Linked DNA regions of Zea mays: region 2 is linked to region 1. Evidence: chromatin contacts called from public Hi-C data. All regions are on one chromosome and are shown on one strand. The core of a region is the stretch at or near the end of the contact, and the rest is flanking DNA. Distances in the headings are between cores, read along the strand shown.

Evidence for each region. Hi-C and Micro-C count contacts between places; a contact is called where the count stands out from the background.
Region 2: a contact with region 1 is called in a Hi-C map of tassel, with 6 times the contacts expected there. The contact joins the promoter of LOC100273818 here to the enhancer-like site in region 1. A contact is called at or near these places in 4 of 25 Hi-C or Micro-C datasets (bundle sheath, ear, tassel and 1 more).

Annotation. Positions count from the first base shown.
Region 1 is chr6:178,144,620-178,147,322 of Zm-B73-REFERENCE-NAM-5.0, reverse strand. No RefSeq gene overlaps it. Among protein-coding and RNA genes, the nearest start is that of LOC103630784, 39 kb to the right of the region's middle. Within about 2 kb of position 1,357, at least 16 of the 20 cell types and tissues checked have an H3K27ac peak or open chromatin away from gene starts, as enhancers often do. A contact at or near this core is called in bundle sheath, ear and tassel, where this site is marked.
Region 2 is chr6:178,263,696-178,266,398 of Zm-B73-REFERENCE-NAM-5.0, reverse strand. LOC100273818 reads right to left here and starts at 1,342. Exons shown (of 10, transcript NM_001148217.1): 1 at 963-1,342. The coding sequence starts at 1,173.

The DNA of each region.
Region 1 (2,703 bases), core at 108-2,607:
TTAGATGGGTTTTGCAAAGTTGAAACATGTGGATTATATCGAATAGATGTATAGACAAGTACTTGTGACCAATTAAGTTTTGGGTGATCTTATTTTGAATTTACCTGCAAAGGATATTTAGTCATCGTTGGTATTACCTACCAAAACAGGAGGAAATCTAGTGCCCTTGAAATTTAGATATGGGACTGACCAGGGATTACATTTTCGTTTTGAAATTCAGAAAACCATTTTGTTGATCAAAGTTTGACTTTATATTTTTAAATTCTAAACTGGAATACACAGAAAATCAGATCGATTTTTAAATTTCGAACCAAAGCAAAAAACGATAAATTTTACTACTTTTTGCTCCTTTTCGAGCGATATTAGCAGGTCGTGTAAAGAGTCGTGCAAAGTATTGTTCTGTACTATAAATTGCACTGTTTATAGAGTGAAGTTTGAAATAAGGAGTGAGATAAAGAGTCTGTTGGAGATAGTCTAACACCTCTCATTAGCACATGCTTTGATACTTTTGGAACTAAAACTACGAACCAAAGGTCATTTATTTAAGTGCTTTTCTTCCCGCCCACTTTAGAATATTTTGAATCGAATGCCTTTTTTTACGAGGACTGTTCTATCTTAATTCCTCTTTGAATTTTGCTTTTAAGAAAATTAAAACATGTTAAAAAAAACTAACCAAATAGAGCTTCAATATAATATGGTTAGACTGTTTCCAGCAGAGGTAATAAATAAGAGACGTGGAACTGTCGATAATACTATGTAACTCTGTTTGTAGAGTAAAGTTTGAAATAGGGGATGTCATATATAAGAGATAAGATAGGAGATATGTCGAAGATAGCCTTAGGACCCGTTCGTTTCTGCAGGAATGCACCAAGAATTGTTCATGTTGATCAAAACTTATATAAATTAAAGAAGCAATCTGGGTAGGAACAGTTCCGGTCTTCTATTCCGTGTCAACCGAACGGGCCGACCATTTATAACCGTCGAATGGTTTTTTGAACAACACCAACGTATGAACAAACAAATGCAGATACAACACGTACTCGTCTGTAGCTGCTGGGCACGTACTCGTCTGTAGTTTGTACCTTTGCTTCTAGGCTAAGGCATTTGGCCTTCCGCAGCTTATCCCATTTTCCCTAGACGCGAAACAAAGCTCGAAGGGGAGGGGAAGTCCGAAATCGTGTGACACCCGACCGTTATCGTCATATTCCGTGGCTCCCGCCGCTGATTCATGCACCACGGCGCCGCTCCCACATTATTCGTCCCGAACTTGATCATGCTGCCCACAGCCCACGCAAGGTTTATGTTAAATCTGGGCCAAACATTTTTGGGCTGATTCGGGCCGAGGGCTATGCTGCAAGCAGGCCAAGTTTCCTCATGAAATGGGCATTCTGTGCTAGTGTGTCAGGCCAGTCCCAAAATATACTTGTGACGACTTATGAAGAGCGTCTCTAAAAAGCTCACCAGAAAACTCCTTAAAATCAGTTTTAAGAGACATCTAAATAACTAGTGAAGATAGATTTAAATTTTTTCTCCAACAAATCCCTTAAAGTAGTAGATTGTTTCTCGTGAGCCCTAAACCCCCTCATTTGTAGCTACAAATGAGGGAGTTTTAAGAGCTATAAAAAAGTTAGGAGCGCTTTAGGGGAACTGTTGGAGATACGTTTTTATTTTTTTTCTCTAAAAAACTGGATTTAGGGGAGACTTCTGGAGAGCTTTTAGAGATGCCCTAATGATTACCAAACGTGTCCGAGCATTGCAGAGCAGGGAACTTATAGAATCAGACTCCATATTTTTTTTGTTGGACACCGATGATTCTAACTCTTGAGAATTCAGAAAAAATGGACGTTGCGCTATAACGAAGAAACTCTTTTTTAAATATTAGAAAAAACATTTTTAGAAAAGGGATTATTATTAAGCTATAACTAAGAAACTCTTTTTTTATATTAGGAAAATATTTTTAGAAAAAAGGAATATTATTAATATTCCAGCTTCTGTATCGGTTGATACATGTGGCTGTCAAACTCACAAACATAGGGGTTCTACCTTGGAACAAAAATCTCGTATTCTATAAAGGTTTCGTGAATTTAAGCTCTCAATCTATGATAAAAGACCATCCATTATTTGAAAAGATCTCCATCATTGTCGTTTTAAGCACACGACAGCCCCATTTTAATTAAGGTCTATTCTCCTTCTGCAACAGTGTCCAGGACTTTATTCAATGTGTTCCTCTGAAGGTGACATGCAAGGGAGTGGAAACTTGTGCATTATCAAAAACCACATCATTACGACTTAACCATATAGCCCAACAGAGGGCACATGATCCAACCCAAATCAGACTCTTAAGTCTATAAGTTAAACCTTTTAGCCAAGTGCCAAACATATGTTGGATGCACGAAGGTGAAGTAATGTTCAATGAAATTTGTACATCTCTCCAAACACATCTAGCCATATGACAGTCAAAGAAAAGGTGTTGAATGGATTCATCTAAGTTGCATCCACAACATTTAATACTTACTTTCCACTGTTTTTTTGCTAAATTATCCTCTGTTAGAACTATGCCTTTAACTAAGTACCACATAAAAATTTTAATCTTCAAAGGTAGCTTTAAATCCCAGATGGGGTGGTTTCTCGAAACAATGTTCGGAACGACCAAAGCCCTATACATAGAGCTGACCGTAAACTGACCTTGCAGGAGAAAATCCC
Region 2 (2,703 bases), core at 93-2,592, 120 kb before region 1:
TGGATAGACATGAATTAAAAAAAGAGTTAGATTAATCATAAGAAATCCCTGCCAAAAATATCATAAACAAACATTTAAGATCCTCAATGATCTATAGATGCTACCCTATGCTTCATTTATTACGAATATATCAGCCATAAAAGTTAAGGGTTAGATGGTGCATTTAGAAATTAGAATAAAACAAATGAGCAGAACTAATGGAAGGTTCCATAACTTGTAGCGACCTTAGGTAACTGGCACCCAAGCATCTCTACACTGAAAGTACTACTTACCCAAAAATATACGCTACTTGGCACATACCAATTTAAAGAAAATAGGTAGGCAATGCGTCTATGCCAACATATAGACAGATAGAAAACTCAATACCAAGAAAATGGTAAGCAATACATGAGTGAACTTAAACACATCCTATTGATGAAGATAAAAGGGATGTTTATGGTAGGCGCAACAGTTTTTGTTTACATATAAGTACCAGGTAACATGATCCTGGAACACAGTTGGATTACAATGGGATATGAATCAGGACTTACGTAGGAAACTGAACCCTCACCCCCCCCCCCCCCCCTCCTATTATTACACCATGGGGTGGCACAATCTGTTGCAAAAGACACATTCATAAATGCAAAAAAAAGGTTGTCCGTTGACAAATATAAATTAGTGTCTTCTCCCATCTGAAGTCATGAGCATGACAAATTAAAACTTCCCAGCATGCTTCACAGTGACGTTGAACCTAAACTGGCAAGCAAAACAAGTCGCAGCGTACCGCATCCGCAGAATCGGACCAAATTTGCAAGCAATTCAACAGCAACCGTCCAAAACGGGGGGGTTACAACTTATACCACACGAGGGGGGGCACAAACCCTAGCGCTGACAAGCATCGCACGACAACGTCCACGCTAAACAATTGGAGCCCGCGAGGACAAAGCTGGAGCCTAGAGCGAGGTGAGAGTATATGCCCTTACCCTGGGAGATGAGCCTCTCGACGGCTATGTCGGGGTCCATTCCGCAGTCGCAGAGCGTGGCGTAGATCTCGCCCTCCGAGCGGTCGGCCAGGATCCCCTTGAGGCTCTGCACCATCTTCCTTGAGGCGACCGGGATCGCCGCCGCATCCGCCCCGTCCGGCGCCGCGTAGGAAGGCTGCCTCCCGCCGCCGCCACGGCCACCGCCCCTCATGGCGCTCCCGCTCCCGCCCCCGCAGCCACCACAGGGGCCTCCGCCGGCTCCTCCCCCTCCTCGATCCGGGGCGGCGACCAGCTGCGGTCGCGTCGCCGCTGCACGCGGTGTACGGAGCAGCAAAACCCTCGTCGCCGCCGCCCCACACGCACCGTATATTGCCACAGCCACGCAAACGCACGCACCGAGAGAGGGCCGGCCGTGTACGAGCTCAGCTAATAAACGGGAACGGGGGAATGCCGGTTTCCTTACCTGAGCTGAAAAAAGAGAAAGACAGACGAATAGCGCCCTGCCCTGCCTTCCGCCTTTGCTCCCTGCACCCGGTCTCTCCTCTGTGTCGCGTTTCACCGGTCGCTGACAGACGGGTGCCGTTTATGAAATCAGTCCGGATTGTTTCTCCTCTCTCTCTCTCTCTCAATTCGTTGCGGTCTTTTAAAAAAACGTATCTGCCCCACAGAGATAAAACATTAGCAACTTAAGCTAAGGGTCTAACTTAACTGTTTAAAGTTAGTTCTATAATTCAAATGGCTAATAATTTTATATAAGTTGTGACGTCTTATACAGGAAATTAAACACAGATAGGTATGATATGCTTAAATGGTAATGACATATTAAATGGGTTTTTCGCTCTTCTTATAATAATCATTCCTTAATTTCTAAAGGCACACATTATTTATCTAAGTGCGTATAAGCAGTACAATTTTCCGGTGTCGTGAATAATGTTGATAGAGGGGCGTGACGTGAGATGGCTGGCTTCACGTGCAAGGTGGTCAGAAGTAGAGATGTCAATGGGGAATTATCCACCGGGTTATAGCATCCCAGACTCATCCCCATCATATTTAATCTATCCTCATACTCATCCCCATTCGGGTTTCGGGTTCTCAATGGGTCCCCATCCTCAATTAAGGAATAACTATGTACTAATAGCTAGCACAAACTATCCAGATTTCATACATCACTACATCAGCAAGCACTCATCCATGATCCATTCATCCATCGATCAGAAAAGAAATTAGTACTTCAGGACCGATAGAAGAAATGAAGAAATGGAGTCTACTCACCTTCCTTGGTCACCATTTGAGTTCGTTGGTGCCTGAGAATTCATGGTTGTCACCGTCGTGCTAGGCTCATAGTAGTCGGCGGTGCTCCTCGTCGCTGGTGAAGTCGCCAGTGTGCAGTGCTAGCGCAACTGTCCAGGCGTGTGGCAGTTGGCCGACTGGACAGGGCATAGCGTATGGCTGGTTATTTTAGGGTTTTGTTTTTTGATAGTCTACTAGTTTCCTTGCTATGTTGCCTTGTTGGGCTAAGACCTGAGGTGCGCTGCCGTGTTGGGCTTGGTGTTTGGCTTGGCCTCAACTCATTCTTACAACAAGGACAGGTGTACAAGCATGAAATACACATGAGTAATCGGGTTCGGATTCTTGTTTTCTAAACCCATACTCGTTTAACCAATGGGTGGATATTTTGTCCCATATCTATACCATGGGGATAATTTTTGTCCCGTACCCATACCCTAATAAAGGAATTCTT